Regions from separate parts of the Mus musculus genome. Here regions 2, 3, 4, 5 and 6 are each linked to region 1. A link is a contact called in public HiChIP or PLAC-seq and promoter capture Hi-C data. All regions are on one chromosome and are shown on one strand. Each heading gives the region's core, a stretch centred on a gene start, on an enhancer-like site or on the middle of the called end of the contact. The rest is flanking DNA. Distances are from core to core; before and after follow the strand shown. Region 1 holds the start of Aim2 (absent in melanoma 2). Region 2 holds the start of Slamf9 (SLAM family member 9). Region 3 has its middle 14 kb from the start of Olfr417. Region 4 holds the start of 4933439K11Rik (RIKEN cDNA 4933439K11 gene). Region 5 holds the start of Spta1 (spectrin alpha, erythrocytic 1). Region 6 overlaps Ifi202b (interferon activated gene 202B).

Region 1 (2,791 bases), core at 101-2,600:
TTGTAAAAAGGAAACTGAAAACTAGCATTTGCTTGGGCAGAGCCTTAATATATAATTATTTTGCCCCAGCATCAGGGTTTAGGACTCAGCTATAGGGCCAGGACTAGCCAAGCTTCAAAGTGAAAGAAGATAGTTGAGAGTACTTTCTGCTTTCTGTCTCCCAAGACCTGATTTTCATGATTTTCATGTCCTACTACTCATAGTGAAAATCTTTGTGAGGCGGATGGTTTGAACTCTCAGGACATACACCAGTCCCTGAGTTGAGAACTAAGGCTGCTTTGGAGAGAAGAAAATCCCCTGAGGTAAGTAAGATATGTCAGAAGTTTTCTAGAGAAAGCTTTAGGACCATTTTGCTAATCAGTAAATTAAGAGGAAAGAGAGTCCTGGGTTTCTGAGGTTAGAAAGAGGGATTAGTATTGACTGTATTCTAGAAAAGAATAAGGCTGCAGGAAGCCTGGTTCTAAACCTTCAGTTGACTGAGGAACAGAAGTTATCTTTTATTGCACCACAACTGAGACCTTTACAAAAGAAAGTGCATTTGGCCGTGGCAGGAATTAGAATATATTGTTCAGAGGGTTGACCCAGACTGAGCCTAAAAGGAACTCTGATTTTCTGGGTGTGTTGGTCTGTAGGTGTTTTATTGACATGAATTTATATTTAGAAGAGGGCTTTTGATTTCTAGCTGAAGGGGGAAGAAACATAGGGGCCAGGGAGCTATTTCTCGATAAAAGGTGAGAATAATGGCATGACAGAAAGCCTGTGATGTAACGTTAGCTTGAAAGCATCAGAGCTCAAAATTCTAAGTAACCTTAATCTAAGAAGAAAATATCTAATAAAAAAAATGTGGGGAAAAAAAAACCCAGCATGGTAGTAACACAAAAGAACAATTAAAAAAAAATCAGACACGGAATCAAATAGAAAAAAAAAAAAAAAAAAAAGAAAGAAATGCCAAGCAGATAATGTTACTCCATAATCCCAAATGTTCAAGTGACATGGCATCTTTTAAAAATTATATGTGCTTTTAATCTCTATTTCCTTTACTTTATTAGGTAATAGCAAGTTTATTTCAGTCTAGTTCCAATTGGATCCTGCTTTCCCATTTCCATAGTTAAATCCCTGGAATTTGGGGGAAGGATCATTCCTATGGTATCTGTTGAGGTTTGAATATATGCCGGCTGGTGGCTCCGGAAGGTCTTGGGACTTTCACAAGGAGGAACTTACTGGAGAAACCTTATTGGAGGAAGTGGGTCACTGAGGGCGGCCTGTGAGAGGTGATAGGCGGTCTCACTTGTAACTCTGTTTCTTTGTCTGAGCAAGAATCACAACCTGCCTGCTTCCTGTCCTGCCTGCTTCCTGTCCTGTCTGCCGCCATGCTTCCTTAACTAGCTGCTAGGTTTTTTCCTTGTCGTGATGAAATCCACCCTCATGGACCTGTAAGTAAAATTAAAACCTACTTCTCCCCTATGTTGCTAATGTTCATGACATTTTATCAAAACAGAAAAGAAACTAATACAGCAAAATGCTGGGTCCTGTTTACATATCCAATTCTGTCTTTTGCGGGGAACTGAAAAGAGATATTAAGGAAAAGTGATTGCTAAGAGATATTTAAGGAAAAGTGATTGCTACTTCCTGTTATTTTTGTTGTTAGAGGTGGAATTATATCTGTGTGGCTATATTCTTTTAGTTTTTTTGAAAGATTACTTTCTTGCTTTTTTCTAGGGTGTAGTTTCCCTCTTGTGTTGGTGTTTTCCATCTATTATACTTTGTAGGGCCGGATTTATGAGAAAATATTGTGTAAATTTGGTTATGTCATGGAATATTTTGGTTTCTTCATCTATGGTAATTGAGATTTTTGCTGGGTATAGTAGCCTGGGCTGCCATGTGTATTCTCTTAGGGTCTATATGAAATCTACCCAGGATCTTCTGGCTTTCATAGTCTCTGTGGAGAAGTCTGGTGTAATTCTGATAGGTCTGACTTTATGTTACTTGACCTTTTTCCCTTACCACTTTTAATATTCTTTTTTTGTTTGGTGCATTTGGTGTTTTGATTATTATGACAGGAGGAATTTCTTTTCCGGTCCAGTTTGGAGTTCTGTAGACTTCTTGTATGTTCATGAGCATCTTTTTGTTTAGGTTAGGGGAGTTTTCTTCTATATTTTTGTTGAAAATCTTTACTGGCCCTTTAAGTTGGGAATCTTCGCTCTCTTCTATACCTATTATCCTTAGGTTTGATCTTCTCATTGTGTCCTGGATTTTCTGGATGTTTTGGGTTAAGAGCTTTTTGCATTTTCTTTGACTGTTTTGTCAATATTTTCTATGGTATCTTCTGCATCTGAGATTCTGTCTTCTATCTCTTGTATTCTGTTGGTGATGCTTGCATCTATGACTCTTGATCTCTTTTGTAGGTTTTCTAACTCCAGGGTTGTCTCCCTTTGTGATTTCTTTATTGTCTCTATTTCCATTTTTAGATCTTGGATGATTTTGTTCATTTCCTTTACCTGTTTGATTGTTTTTTCCTGTAATTCTTTAAGAGATTTTTGTGTTGCCTCTTTAAGTGCTTATAGCTGTTTACTGTGTTCTCCTGTATTAAATATTCATTAATGATATTTTTAGGGTATGAAAGGATATCAATATAAAAGTTGAACACATTTTTACAGACTATTTGATTCTCAAAATGCTCAATATTATTAATATGTTTGATGTATAAAATACATTTAAATATTAAAAATTGAAGAAAAAAAAGAAACTAATACAGTAACTACTCTTTGGAACTCAGTGATAACCTTTGTGC
Region 2 (2,791 bases), core at 128-2,627, 950 kb before region 1:
GATGTCCCTCTCAATTCATGTCACAACAAAAACAAAAACCAAATTCACATAGTTTCTGGAACACTTGATATCCTGCCAGTGGAGAAGGAGGATGTCCTCAAATTCTTTGCAGTAAGAACCCTCTTAGGTGGCACCAATCTTGTCTTCCTTATGGAACAGTAAATCTTCAAAAGACAAAGTGAGAGGATTTACGTTAAAACAAAACAAACAAACAAAAACCCTAGGAGGAGCTGGGAGATGCTGCTGCTTTCAGCTCCAGCCATTACTGGCATTGGGAATCCTGCTGATGTCAACTTCATTGCCTCCAGGAACCCCTGGGGCCAGCTAGCTGTCCTGACTTTTGCTCCTGCAAAAGACTTTCATTACTCAAACTAAGAGGACTTCAGGAAGCGATGGCTTTTGCTAGTCACCAATCCCAGAGCTGATCCCCAGCCCATCACAAAGGTGTCTTATGTCAACCTGTCTGCCGTTGCTCTGTGTAACGCACATTCTCCTCAGTACTATTGACATTGACATTGCATGCAACAAGGGTACTCACCCAGTGAATCCTACTTGGTGGATGTTGGCTTGGGAAGTTCTGCACACATGTGACACCATCTCTGGGGAGCACCCATAGTTCTCATCAGGTCATGTCTAATCTCTACTCCTATAGGGAGCCTGAAGAGATGGAGAAGGAAAAACAAGTGTAGCCGAAAAGGCTGTGACTACAAAAATCTGTCAGTGTGGAAGGACTATACCTGCTCCTGAGTTCACTGCTCCTTGGCCAAGGTGGCAGACTGGAGGTTTGCAGGTGTCTTCTGTGCCCAACCAGAAGTTCCCAGTGAAGACTTGATGTTCAGACACTCCAGGGACTAGTCTGCACCGCTCATGCCACTGAATCAGATGGCAGTAGCACTGAGTGGTCAAAACTGTTTGCAGACACCAGGCAAAGCAGAAAGGTGGATGGAAGACAGCATCACAAATGGGAATACAAATAGCTTTAAATAGAAGACTTCCCACGCTCATCTTTTCTAATGCCATGAAGATGCGTTTAGCAGGGGCTAGGAACAGTGAAACATAACAGTGGAAATAAAAGATAGACTCTCTCAGGGGAGATAAAGATCACAGCAGCATAGAAAATACTGAGGGGGTGGGCGAGAGTGTTCAGAGGGCCGACAGCTGGGTAGTTCGAAGCACGTGCATATGTGATTTCTACGGGATCTGGGCATGCAGCTGGCTGGAGATAGAAAAGTCAAAGTCTGTATTAGGAAGTGAGATTTGGGTTTGGTTTGGGGGATGGGCAATCTGAGACAGTGGCTTACATCATCTGACTGTTAGACGGAGGAGAGGCACATTTCCATGAGGGCCAGGGAGGAGTTTAATGTGTACAGAGGAAGTTGGAGGGAGAATTATTTCCCTCTCTGCTTCCTGCCAGTATCAACCAGTCATTCTGCCTCTATGGACCCCTTACCAGCTTGTGTTTCCACAGCCTAGCCAGCTGACCAAGTCACTCTTCCCAGGCAAGAGCTGCCAATATGGGGGCCCTTCTGTGGTCACTCCTGCTGCTGCTTCAGGAAGGTGAGTGGCTCCCTGCTCCTGTATAAGACTGTCTTTATACCCTCTGTTCCACTTGGCCTTAGGCTGGCAAGACCCTTCCTTTGGGGATGAGTGTGTCAGCCCTTCTGTTGATGGGGCACCAAAGGATGATTGTGACTCGCTCTGCAATAAACATGGGTGTGCATGTATCACTGTTGTACATTGATGTGGATTGTGCTGAATGCATGCCTACATGTGATGTAGCTGAATCTCAGGCTAGGTTGGGGGAATTTCTACTCTGAACTCCAAGGAGTGGGTTATGGCCTCTGAGCAGGATGAGAGGGTATATCTGGGTGACATGCATGGGGTTGCAGTTCCAGAAGGACAAAAAAGAAGGGAAATGGTGAAGAGATCAATGGGGACCATCTCTTCCCCCTCCCTGACCCCACCCCCTCCCAGATCCTTGATCAACTCAGGTGCAGTGGAAATCTAGAACTACAAGAGGTAGCTAGAGAGTCCTACGATGGTGCATAGAGCTAGAGAAGGTGCTCAGAGGCAGATGAGTCATAGCTACTCTGTTACCTAACTGCAGCCACCAAGAGATATCAGCCAGGCTGTATGCATCTCTTTTTCAGCCAAAGGGTTTTCTGGAGATGATGAGGATCCTGAGGAAGTGGTTGGTGTCCTGCAAGAGTCTATCAACCTCTCTCTGGAAATACCATCCAATGAAGAAATTAAGCACATAGACTGGCTCTTTCAAAACAACATTGCCATCGTGAAGCCAGGCAAAAAGGGACAGCCAGCCGTTATCATGGCAGTGGATCCTCGATACCGGGGCAGAGTGAGCATCTCTGAGTCCAGCTACTCCCTGCATATTAGCAATCTGACCTGGGAAGACTCAGGGCTTTACAACGCCCAAGTCAACTTGAAGACATCTGAGTCCCACATCACGAAGTCTTACCATCTCCGTGTCTACCGTGAGTTTAAGACTCCCCTTATTCTGGCTTTCCTGAGCTTGGCATGGAAGCTCGGGAGCTGAGGTAAGCCTTAAGAGGCTGAAACTGGAAGGCAGACTGCTTGTAGTGTGGTCTGTTCCAGTGCCTGAGCTTCAGCCACAGGGAAAATGAACAGGAACAAGGAGGCAATGGACACTGAGGCTGTTTCCATGGAGGTGCCCAAAGCAGTAAGAAAGATAAAGATGGTGTATAGAGCATCAAAGGGCTCTTTTTCACCAAGGAGATTGCTCTAGATAAACAGCTCTCGAAGCCTTTATTCC
Region 3 (2,791 bases), core at 127-2,626, 930 kb after region 1:
GATGCTAGAGGGGTGAGGAGGGAGTGGGTGAATGGGTGGAGGAGCATCTCATAGAGGCAAAGGGGAAGGGAGAGAGGGGGAATAGGATGAAGGGGTTTGTGGAGGGGTAACCTGGAGGGGGGAATATCATTTGAAATGTAAGTGAATAAAATGAATAATAAAAAAAGAATAAAACAAAGATGTCTGTGGTAGTAAACTTTTTGTTCCTGTTTTGAAAATGTCTAGGTACTCTTAACTGAAAAATATACAACTTTTATTTTTCTCATGGTTTGTGAGGTTTTAGTCAGTTTGCCCTCTGGCCTTGGGCCTGTGATTAGGCAGAACATCACAGCAAGTGTGCAGACCAGATCTACTTGCCTCATGGTAGCTAGGAAGCAGAGAGAGAGGAAGTGCATGGAGAGCATTAGCTGAGAGCTGCTTAGCTCAGCGTTACTGCAATAGATGGTTTAAGTAGCTCTCCTGTGTAGTGATCTACTCTAGTCCTTCCTAGTGTTGGTGTGAGACCTTCCTCCAAAGCTGGCTCTCCTGCCTTCACAGCTCAGAGATAGAAGGCCAACCAACACCCTGCAGACTGATACTTCTGTCAGTGTAGGGAGTTGCACATCTGTTGGCAGAGATGGAAAGACAAGAATGAATTCTTTGACCTGAGAAGATAATCTTTTTTAAAAAATGTAAGCTTCAGATATGTCTAGTTTCATTAGCATAAGATTTGAGTTCTTTCAATGCCTAATGAAAATACAAGTTCCCCCCACCGCACACTCACAAAGAACTTATTCAATCATACAGAGTAGAAAATTGTAAATGCATCGCAATGATTTTAGCTTTCGTGATGAGATTCAAGCACCCAGATGTATTAGAACACCTGCATGTGTGAGCATAAGCCCGCAACTCTACAAACAATAATATCACATGTTGAAATTGCAACTGCCATGCACTCCAGCTGCAATAATGGAAAATAAACACTGATCAAGGATGCTAGAGGAATGAATTATACTTGAAGATTCCCTGCTAAAGTGGTATTAGAAAATTATTCTCCAATAAAGACAAGATCAAATAATACAAAGTAAAAACTTGTAGAAGAAGGAAAATACTATGGAAGACTGTCTATGAGCAACAACTTAGTCTTCCCTGGATTTCATGCTTGTGTTACCAGGTTTCGCTCCTTTTAGTGTGTCGAGGTTCATTTACTTGTTTCAAATAAGTCATCATCGAAACACCTAATATTGTAATCATAATTTTCTATTTATTCACTTTTTAGGAAGAGATCCCAAAATTACATAAATTCCAGAGTCCTAAGGCTGGGTCTACCTCGATGTATTGCCTACACAGAGTGATATTTTTAAACCAAAACAACTCAGGATTTTAAAATGAGGAAGTAACAAAATAGGAACATTCTATAACGAAGTGGAAGTGTGATGAGTGATTAAAAACCACACCAGTACCCCCCAGAACTGTGTCTCTAGTTGCATATGTAACAAAGGATGGCCTAGTCGGTCATCAATGGGAGAAGAGACCCTTGGTCTTACGAAGATCATATGTCCCAGTACAGGAGAATACCAGGACCAGGAAGCAGGAGAGGGTGGGTTGGGGAGCAGGGGTGGGGGTAATAGGGGACTTTGGGGATAGTATTTGAAATGTAAATGAAGAAAATATCCAATAAAAAATGAAATGAAACACACACACACACACACACACACACAGTCTACCATGAGTGAGGTGCAAGTGTGCTGACCCTTGTAGCTGCTGCTGATCTTGTTCTTTGAAACCTAAAGATGGAAGGATTCAGTTCCAAGAAAGGGAACTAGTGCCCCTCCTTCAATACCCATGGCAGCTTCTTTTCTGTAAAATCAGGGATATATGAGAAAATGCAAAAACTGCTTTTGCATTTATTTGCCAAAGTCAAGAGAAAAAATTATAAAATTCAAAATGATGTCCAGAAGCAGGGCAGTTTGTAGCATGGAAGGCTGCCCTGGTGCCTTGGGTGTTTGGCTGCTTACTTTTCCACAAATATCTTCCTTAAACTTGTTACTGAGACAAGCAGTCACAGGTACACACGCATGCATGCACACACACACACTCCCTAAGGCTTTCTACAGATCTTCTTTCCTCCTTTTTTATTGCTATTGCTTGTAGAGTGTGTGTGTGTGTGTGTGTGTGTGTGTGTGTGTGTGTGTGTGTGTGTGTGTGTGTGTGTGTATGCTACAGAGAGACCAGAGGTCAATATTCAGGTTTATTTTTCTACAATAATGATCTTATTTTTGGAGACATGAACCTCACTGATTTATCTAGCAATTTAGCTAGACAGCCTCAATGGTCTTCGGTGCCCACCTGTCATCCCTGGGGTTATTGTAGGGTGCCATTGTGCCCAGCTTTTATGTGGATGCTGAAGATCACACAGCCTGTATGCTTGGAAGGGAAACACTTCACTAACCGATCTGTTTCTCCAGCCCTAGTCATTGCTTTTGTTTCTGTTTGAGACAATCTTACCTTGTAGTCCAGGATGGCCTCAAAAATGCAGCCATCCTCCTACATCTGCATCTTGAGTATAGAGATTACATCATGAGCCACCACTGAGAGCTCTCTCTCATTTTTTTCAACTCCGAATCAGAGCTAGCTTTGGTCACAGTACAGTGTAACCACAGTTCTGAAAGAGTAGGATTCACAATTCACTTATTAAAATGCAAATACTCTGGGCTAGGCCAAGACCTCATGTCTTATCTGCTGACAGACTAAAGGGAAACCTTTAAGAGTAAGCTGTTTCCACATTTCGGTTCTGTAAGGAAGCATAAAA
Region 4 (2,791 bases), core at 151-2,650, 870 kb before region 1:
AACACACAGTCAGATCTGCAAGCAGCTGTGTCTCAGGCATATATGCCCCAGCTCCTGCCTGGGCTCCATGCCCTACCTGCCCATGTGAGCCTGTTGCCAGGCTCTGCAGTGGCTTGGGGGATGGGTGGGGGTGGGGCAGTCTCTGAACCTTTGCAACTGCTCCAGCTGGGTGCTGCCAGCTCTGGTGGCCTAGCCACATAGTCCCTGACTCAGTGGGATGCCAGGATGTCCTTTGGTGCTCCTGAAAGCTTCAGTACCCCTGCGTGTGACTTGGGTCACAGCTGGGCATTAATTGGTCTCAGTAAAAGCACTTTGAATAGGCTCGGATGAAAGGGGCTCTCAGAGTTCAAAGCTCTGCAGGGTTTTGGGGGTGAGGAAAGGTGGCAGCTGTTTAGGTGATGGAAGAAAGAAGACGCTGAAGTCTCAGACAAGAAGTCTGGGTACACAGGCTTGGAGGCTTAGGGACAGAGAGTTCCTCACTTTCTGTTCTTTCGACCACACCCCTCCTGCTACATTCTTGTGAAGCCTGGAAGCTCCCGTGGTCAAGGCAACTATTTAGTCAAGACCTCAGGTCCCTTCCTATCGAAAAGTGACCCACATCTCTCTCCGTGCACTGAGATGCATCCCAGGAAATCACAATTTATCTATCCTTAAAGAGTGCAACCCCTTTCCTCTGCTTTAACGCTCACAGCTCTTGCCCTTGTCCTCACGGCTCTTGAGGCTCAAACTCCTGCATTCGTGCCAATATCCTTCTTCAAAAGGGTGGCCACTGTCTCAGTGGCTTTGATGACTTTGGTGCTGGGACAGTGCTGCAGCTGAAGCTGTGACTTTCTCAGCCTCCCAGGAAGAGGAGGAGGTGAAGAAGGGAGGTCGGCTAGGGAGGGAGGGCCTGGGAGAAACTCCTCAGAGTCCGTGAATTTTTCCCCCTACACGGCTACCGGAGAATGTCTGTGTCTGGGCTAATGGGAATGAGCACTACCAAATCACGAGAACGTATGGCTGGAGGAGACCTTGGAGAACTGCCGGCGTTCCAGTCTTCTTTGTAAGCCTTAGGCAAATGGTTGCAGAACCTGGCTTGCTTTCCCTGAGAGACAAGGCGCCCACTACCTACCTGCTCAGAAAGCCCAGTCCACCAGTGTCTTCGTGTGTGTGACATGCACAGCCCTAGTCTTGGGGCCGCGCTAAACAGGTGCACAATCTATAAGACGGAAGGAAGCTCTCTGTATCCATCCACTCTGCATGGTGAGCCTTACGTGGGACAGTGCCGGTGTTCTGGAAACTGGGCTTTGCAGAGGCTTCCGGGGGAAGTATCGGAAGGAGGAACCTGGAGGAGGAGGGGAGGCGTCCTCTTTACTCTTGGGCAGGGCTTATGGCTCCCCTGAGAGTTAACACTTCCCTCTCCAGCCAGGCCTGGCTGAGCTGAGACAAGCCCCACCTTCTCTCATCCAGTCCTTTATTCAGGTATCCAGGCAACAGGAAACAAACAGGGAGGGCAGAGGGAGGGCCTGTCTGTTCAGGCTTAGTGGGAAAGGCTCTGAACCCCACACCTAAGCTTTCTTCCAAAGCCTCTCTGGGCAGTTGTTTAGAGCAGGCCAGGCCTGGGACCACCCTGGGGGTTGAGGGGACCACAGCTTCTCTTTGAAGATACGTGATGGGAAAGTCCAAATATTGAAGCAAAAGCAAATTTTATTCCTACAAGTCCAAAAGCCAAGGTCCCACTGGACAGATAGAGATTAATACATCACAAAATCTGTCTCCACACATGGGGGCGCATGGTTCAGGCCAATCAATCTGAGTTGCAGAATCAGTCCCGAGGACCTGGCTATGATCCCAGTGAAGTTCTCGTAGGTTTCGAGTCGAAGGTTCCAAGAGGTTTAGTGCTCAAGGATTTTATCTACTCTGTTCAAAAATAATCACCAGCTGTCACTCCTGGTTTCATTTTTTCTGAATTGTGTCTGGCAGGACCCTGGCTTACTTCCCAAGCACCGAGACACAGCTCTGGCCACCTCAGGGGTTCTCTCTCTCTCTCTCTCTCTCTCTCTCTCTCTCTCTCTCTCTCTCTCTCTCTCGGCTCATCATGATCAGTAACCTTTTCAGTCTCTCTTTAAACATCATCTCCACCAAGCAGGACCTTGTGATTATTATCAGCACACCTCATCACATCGTGGGCTAAGTGTCCCTTCCCTTGGCTCTGTCTCCCATCCACGGGGATGCTATAGGAGAGGAGCCGAGACTCTTCGCTCTTTCCCCACATTCCAGCATGAAGTCCAGATGAAGGTCCGTGAGATGGAGATGCAGCTGAGCTTCGTGCTGTGAAGATACCTTTAGCGTGAAGGCTTCTCGGTTCTCCCTCAGCTCTGTCATTAGGATTCCACACACTCTTTACAAGGGATTCCCTCTCACCTCTGCTTGCCCTCCTGGCACTTCAGTCAATGACATTCAGTCAACCTTCTCACGTCCCTGGAGACCAGGTCGATCTTTTAGAAGTCAAGACTGTGTGAGCCAGGTCAGTTCTGGGATACTGTGTGATGGGACAGATCTCGGTACATCCAGGCTCCCTCTTGCAGTCCCCCTCTTTCTGAGGTGAGCCAGTGGAAATGCAGAGGCTCGGGAGGCTGGATGACGGGCCCAGAGAATATGTGGGTCACCTGTGTTTGAAGTTATTGCTTACGGCTCTGATTTGAGTTTCAATCTACAGCTGCGCTGCACATCTTCAAACTTAAGCACTAACAGATCTGCTCTTCTCCAACGTGACTCTGATCCTTCCTGTCAGAACTTAAGAGTGATCCTT
Region 5 (2,791 bases), core at 208-2,707, 750 kb after region 1:
AAAAAGCTAAAGTAGGACAGACAAGAGTTCTAGACCAGCTTGAGTTCTATATGGAAACCCTATGCACCCCACCCCCCAACAAAATACCTTTTTCATTTTCTGAACAATGTGTTCTACTATCTTGACCCATGTAGTAGTCAAAAAGCAAAGAATTTAAATATGAAGTAGCTCCAGCAAAACAAAGGCAAAATCGTTAGAGACTAGATTGATGATAGATTCTATTCTTTGGGAAATACTAATTTTGCATTAAAGTTATTGTATCTGTCTTTATTGACTCCAAAATATGCTTACAGTATGGAAACTGTACATTTTTGTTTCTGAAGCTCTTGGATTCCCTGAGCCCAAGAGCAGGACATCAAATGCCTCACTTTGTCCTGAGCTGTGAGCCAGGCTGAAGCAGCTGCTCAGGGCTGATTTGCCTTATGCGTACAGCTCTGCCCAGAGCTGATAAACAAGGCCCAGAGGGACAGCCCTCCAAATCACCCCACCCACGCACAGAAGACTCCTCCTGTAAAAACCATTCATTTCATGATTTCCCTCCTCCTTTTAACCAGTCTTCTCTTAGGCCATCAAAATTTATGGTTCTGGGCTCTACTTTCTGATGCCATCTCATAATAATTACAAAACCCTTAATTCCTTATAATCACACACACACACACACACACCACAGTGGCTTAATTGGCAGGACTGGATGTTGTGGAACAAAATTGTGTCTTCATCATACAAAAGACTTAAGTGTAATGTAAAACTGTTAGGAGGAAACCTGGGGTAAAGCTTCATGACATAGGTCTTGCCATTGATTTCTGAGACACAGGCACAAAGGCAGGAGCAACAGAAGCAAATGGGATGACCAGTGGATGGGTTGGCAAAGAGATATGGGATGTGGAACAGTCAGAAGGTGGACCTGGAGGGGGATAAAATCTGGAGTGAAAAAAAAAAAAGGTTAAATAATTTTAAGAAAGAAAGAAAGAAAGAAAGAAAGAAAGAAAGAAAGAAAGAAAGAAAGAAAGAAAGAAAGAAAGAAAGAAAGAAAGAAAGAAAGAAAGAAAGAAAGAAAGAAAGAAAGAAAGAAAGAAAGAAAGAAAGAAAGAAAGAAAGGAAGGAAGGAAGGAAGGAAGGAAGGAAGGAAGGGTGAAAGAGAGAAACATGTCTCCTCTGATTCCCTCAGTTCTCCAGTGTGAAATCAGAAGAAAGGGAAACCTGGAATTTCTTCCTGATTTTTAAATTCTCTTACCTTATAAGCTCTGTGACTGAGTAAAACACAGCCCAATACAGGCACTTGCCTTTCAAATGTCACTGGTTTTCCTCCAAACTTTTGCATCTGAAAACTTTGTTTCCTTTCCTTTGTAAAATACCTACTGAGGTCCAGAGAGCCACAGCCCCCCAAACTGCTGAGTCACCTTGTGTGTGGAAGTCAGCAGCTGCCTCAACTGAATATGTCCCCTGGAGATAATGCAGATTGTCTACGCTTGGCGGGACTCTAAAACTCTTTTTTTCCTCTGGGCCTTTGCCACATTCACATTTCTGACATTCCTATTTGAAGTGGACTGGACATTCAAAGAACTATTTTTCTCTCTTAGCTACATTTCATCTTGCAAAGCCTTAGACTGAGCTGAGCAGAGATGGAAACTCCAAAGGAAACTGTGAGTACAGACGAATTCTCATTCCTGATGAAGTTAGGAAAGCTTGTCTCCTCTGAGCCTTCCATTCCATCCTCACAGGGTCGTTAAAAATTACACTTATTTGATTTTAACGTAGCAAAGAGTTTTGATTTTAATTCTTTTATGAAGGTTTCACTTCTAAAAATAATGTAGAACTTTACAACTATATAATAATAATAATTAATAATAATAATTTTAATAATTACTTGCTCAAGTCAGATATTCAGAAAACTACTAGGTAATTTGAAACCAAATAATCCCACTAAAAATTGTGCTCTTGTGGAATGACTTAATTTTAGAGTCATCTCAGGAATTACTGTCTATAAAAAAACTATATTTAGAAAATAAAGTAACATCAAAATATAAACGGTATTGCATATTTTGGATAGAAGATGTAAGGAGAGCAATGCACTATAGAAATGTCTCTATGGAATTTTTTTCTAAATATTGTTACACAAAAACTGGATTTCTTTAAATTAAAGCATGATTTTGTGTTGATTAATAATAAATATTTTATATTCCAAAATCCAATTATTAAAACATTAATGATTTATACTTTGTGACAAGTGAGAAGACAGGTTACATTTAGATTTTCTTTTAAGCAGCTTTTTTTTTTTTAGTAAATCAAATTAGAAGAGTACATAATACATGATCTAGACTTTTAAAAAGGAAAAGTACTCAGGTTTATGTGTGTGATTCACTAAAGCAATTACAAACCATCTGACTGTTCCTTAAACTTACAGGATAACCAGCACTTATCAATGTTGTTTAGCCTTTGAAGGGTATAAATTACCATTTCCCCCCCCCCCCGTTTTTTTTTTTTTTTTTTTGTGAATGTTGTGGCACCAAGTTTTTTTTTCAATTTTTTATTAGATATTTTCTTCATTTACATTTCAAATGCTATCCCAAAAGTCCCCTATACACTCCTCCCGCCCTGCTCCCCTACCCACTCATTCCCAATTCTTGGCCCTGGCGTTCCCCTGTACTGGGATATATATATATATATATATATAATGTATGTATGTATATCTGACATTCTGTGGCATTGCTTCAGCAGTCCAAATTTCTTCTCTCTATAGAATCTAAAAATAGCTATTTATAGTTTAAAATTATACAGTTATACAGCACCC
Region 6 (2,791 bases), core at 111-2,610, 560 kb after region 1:
ATATTCAATGAAAGAGGAACTGAGTTTGTTGTAATTAGACATTAAATCAATAATGAATTATTTAATAAAGAATCACAAATACTGATGTAGCCCCTAAACATTATATGAATTTTAATTGAGGGATTTGGATAGTTCCAGGTTCCCATCTGCATGGAATCTGTGCTGTTTTATGTGTGTTGCCACAGTCTCTTATTTTATATGTGAATTAGTCTTGTTTATCTGAAAGACAATGTTTCTTTGGAGTCATCCACCATCGCTGGCTCTTATAATCTTTCATCCTTGTCTCCCATACACATCCCTGATTCTTGAGGAGAATGATTTGATGAAGTCATCTTATTGAAGTCTGAATTATGGGTCTTTGTGTTCATTCCCACCTACTGCAACATCTGAAATACTATCTATTGCCTCAATACTCTTTTATAAATTTATAAGACATAAATCTTTAAAATATCCTAAATTTTATTTTAAAATTAAAGGTATGTTGGTATATAAACACTTTCTTATAACTGTGATATTCATTATCTCTAGTTGTTTTTTTATATTGATGATCAATCAAGGAACAATCTTCTAAATGCAAATCCTCTTAGAAATTTTCTTTACAAAGCTGACGTCATCCAAAGCAAAATAAATATTAGATCAAGTTACACTCTCATGGGCTTATACATGTTTCTAATTATATCACTGTCATTACTATGACTACAAATAAGTAGATGTGCCTAAGGCCCTCATGTTCTAACTTCCACTCTGATATGCTACATGCAGAGTTCTGATGTCATGGTATAATGCAACAAAAGGTACCGATGCAATCAGTGTTTCAAAATACACACCTGGTGAATGAAGAAATCATTAAAGAAATAAATTAGAGGGAGGCTAGAGACACTCTTTCAAGATTATGACCATTGTGATTACATTCTGAAGACTTCATAATGGAAACAGCAAATTATTATAGTTGATGAGGAATGGCTGGGAGACTTTAGTGAATTCCTGGCAAGCATCTGAGTTGACTTACAGGTCCAGGAGAGGCTTGAGGTTGATCCTCCCCATGGCCAGATGAATCACTGGAAGGGGTCTGATGTTGACCCTCAGAAAATTCTGAGTTGGTAGATGACCTTAAGTTACGGTTGGACATTGCCTGGGACAGATGTCTCTTTCTGTAGATACAGACTTTTTGATTGAGTTCTTCTGTTTAAAAAGACAAGAAAAGAAAAGAAAAGAAAAGAAAAGAAAAGAAAAGAAAAGAAAAGAAAAGAAAAGAAAAGAAAAGAAAAGAAAAAAAAAAGATTGCTCTCCTTTATACCTTGATAGTTAATTTTAAAGTCATGAGATTACTGGCAGTTTTTCCTTTAGTTTTTTTCACAGATCTTTGCTCTCTAATATTTCACTGAAATGATGGCATATTTTCAGATAACTTTACCATCTACATTCTGTATACCCTAACAAAGATCCCAAACCTCAGCTTGCATATATGTTTTAAATAATTTGCTCTCATTATTTCACTCTTTGATATCATCTTTATGCCCTACTGCCAGTACTTGCTAGGTTCCTCTTTTCTATACAAGATTGTCCCCACTTCTGCTTTCTAATCACATGTATTCACCCACCCCTACCATTTCTACCCTCTCTTATGACTTCTTCCATCCAATTCATGATCTCTTTTCCACCTTCATGGCTTACTCACACCTGCAAATCCATGTTCTCCACCCTACACATATAATACACTGCTCTGTAACTACATTAGTTCAGAGAGTAAGTGCTCTTCTGGGATGAAATGTGTGTTATAATTGTATTGGACATTTACTACAGATAGCTTTTTCAATTACAACTTTTAGTTGTGTTTGTCTTTGCATTTAACATTCTCTCTGATTAAGATATTATTTTTAATAGCTGAGTAGCATTCCATTGTGTAATACTATTGAGCTAGTGAGAACGAGGACATCCTGACTTTTGCGGGCAAATGGATGGAACTTAAAAATATCCTGAGTGAGGTAACTCAGATGGAAAAGGACATACATGGTATGTCACTAATAAGTGGATGTTAGCCAAAAAACACACCAAAACTAAAACAAAAAACATACAGAATACACAAGATACAGTCTACAAAATTCCAAAGGTTCAATAAGCTGAAGTGCCCATCTGAGGACACCTCAGTCCCACTTGGGACAGAGAAGAAAGCAATCATAAATAGGGAGGGAGGGAGGGACTTGGGAGGGAAAGTGGATGGGGGAGGGGCTGATCTGTTATTGGGTGAGGAAAAAGGACTGAAGCCCTGAGGGCCTGCAGAAAGAATGTAAATAGGCATCCTCAAGAACTAGGAGGTTGGAGGGGGGTGGAGGGAATCACTCAGAGTACACCAGAGACCAGGGAGGTGAGAGACTTTCAGGACTCACTGGGAGGGACCCTTGATGAAATGCCCAACAGTAGGGAGAGGAAACTTATAGAGCCCAGCTCCAGCAGAAAGACAGGACATCAAGTGAGGGATGGGATTGCTATCCTTCAGTCACTCCCCTGACCTATAATTGTTTCTCTCTGAAAGAATTACTGGGATGGAAATGGAGAGGAGCCTGAGGAAAAGAAGGTCCAGCAACAGGCCCAAAATGGGATCCAGGTCAAGGGTAGGTCCCAAGGCCTGACACTATTACTGAGGCCATGAAGTGCTCACAAAAAGGGAACTATTATGACTACCCTCCAAAAGATCCAACAAGCAGCTGAAAGAGTCAGATGCAGATATTTGCACCCAACCAATGGACTGAAGCAGCTGTTCCCTGTTGTTGAATTAGGGAAGGCTGAAAGA

The links. Promoter capture Hi-C pulls out the DNA fragments that hold promoters and counts their contacts. HiChIP or PLAC-seq counts read pairs in DNA pulled down with a chosen protein or histone mark.
Region 2: an H3K4me3 HiChIP or PLAC-seq map of the 230-238 cell line shows a contact between it and region 1, with 7 times the contacts expected there. The contact joins the promoter of Slamf9 here to the promoter of Aim2 in region 1. A contact is called at or near these places in 3 of 39 promoter capture datasets (the C10 cell line, embryonic stem cells and liver), 2 of 484 Hi-C or Micro-C datasets (the G1E-ER4 cell line and embryonic stem cells), 11 of 115 datasets of contacts at active chromatin or transcription factors (the 230-238 cell line, bone marrow-derived macrophages, embryonic forebrain and 6 more) and 1 of 9 other capture datasets (macrophages).
Region 3: a contact with region 1 is called in an H3K4me3 HiChIP or PLAC-seq map of bone marrow-derived macrophages, with 4 times the contacts expected there. The contact joins the enhancer-like site here to the promoter of Aim2 in region 1. A contact is called at or near these places in 5 of 39 promoter capture datasets (the 3T3-L1 cell line, 3T3-L1-derived adipocytes, the C10 cell line and 2 more), 1 of 484 Hi-C or Micro-C datasets (bone marrow-derived macrophages), 1 of 115 datasets of contacts at active chromatin or transcription factors (bone marrow-derived macrophages) and 1 of 9 other capture datasets (liver).
Region 4: a contact with region 1 is called in an H3K27ac HiChIP or PLAC-seq map of embryonic stem cells, with 10 times the contacts expected there. The contact joins the promoter of 4933439K11Rik here to the promoter of Aim2 in region 1. A contact is called at or near these places in 7 of 39 promoter capture datasets (the HPC-7 cell line, cranial neural crest, embryonic stem cells and 3 more), 3 of 484 Hi-C or Micro-C datasets (the HPC-7 cell line, bone marrow-derived macrophages and peritoneal macrophages), 5 of 115 datasets of contacts at active chromatin or transcription factors (embryonic stem cells, microglia and neural tube) and 2 of 9 other capture datasets (embryonic stem cells and liver).
Region 5: a promoter capture Hi-C map of the HPC-7 cell line shows a contact between it and region 1, with 8 times the contacts expected there. The contact joins the promoter of Spta1 here to the promoter of Aim2 in region 1. A contact is called at or near these places in 5 of 39 promoter capture datasets (the 3T3-L1 cell line, the C10 cell line, the HPC-7 cell line and 1 more).
Region 6: a contact with region 1 is called in an H3K27ac HiChIP or PLAC-seq map of the HPC-7 cell line, with 7 times the contacts expected there. The contact joins the enhancer-like site here to the promoter of Aim2 in region 1. A contact is called at or near these places in 3 of 39 promoter capture datasets (the 3T3-L1 cell line, 3T3-L1-derived adipocytes and the C10 cell line) and 2 of 115 datasets of contacts at active chromatin or transcription factors (the 230-238 cell line and the HPC-7 cell line).

Annotation. Positions count from the first base shown.
Region 1 is chr1:173,419,254-173,422,044 of GRCm38.p6, forward strand. Aim2 (absent in melanoma 2) reads left to right here and starts at 1,351. Exons shown (of 9, transcript NM_001013779.2): 1 at 1,351-1,433.
Region 2 is chr1:172,473,983-172,476,773 of GRCm38.p6, forward strand. Slamf9 (SLAM family member 9) reads left to right here and starts at 1,378. Exons shown (of 4, transcript NM_029612.4): 1 at 1,378-1,557; 2 at 2,151-2,492. The coding sequence starts at 1,515. It also overlaps the pseudogene Gm7804.
Region 3 is chr1:174,353,450-174,356,240 of GRCm38.p6, forward strand. No RefSeq gene overlaps it. Among named protein-coding and RNA genes, the nearest start is that of Olfr417, 14 kb to the right of the region's middle. Within about 2 kb of position 1,377, at least 10 of the 459 cell types and tissues checked have an H3K27ac peak or open chromatin away from gene starts, as enhancers often do. A contact at or near this core is called in the HPC-7 cell line and bone marrow-derived macrophages, where this site is marked.
Region 4 is chr1:172,549,406-172,552,196 of GRCm38.p6, forward strand. It overlaps 4933439K11Rik (RIKEN cDNA 4933439K11 gene), which reads right to left and starts at 1,401. Exons shown (of 3, transcript NR_040558.1): 1 at 1,112-1,401.
Region 5 is chr1:174,171,319-174,174,109 of GRCm38.p6, forward strand. Spta1 (spectrin alpha, erythrocytic 1) reads left to right here and starts at 1,458. Exons shown (of 52, transcript NM_011465.4): 1 at 1,458-1,643. The coding sequence starts at 1,623. Gm36196 (a long non-coding RNA gene) reads right to left here and starts at 1,463. Exons shown (of 3, transcript XR_373720.3): 1 at 1,235-1,463.
Region 6 is chr1:173,976,256-173,979,046 of GRCm38.p6, forward strand. Ifi202b (interferon activated gene 202B) reads right to left here. Exons shown (of 7, transcript NM_008327.2): 2 at 1,010-1,182. The coding sequence starts at 1,129. Among named protein-coding and RNA genes, the nearest start is that of Ifi202b, 5.2 kb to the right of the region's middle. Within about 2 kb of position 1,361, at least 25 of the 459 cell types and tissues checked have an H3K27ac peak or open chromatin away from gene starts, as enhancers often do. A contact at or near this core is called in the HPC-7 cell line, where this site is marked.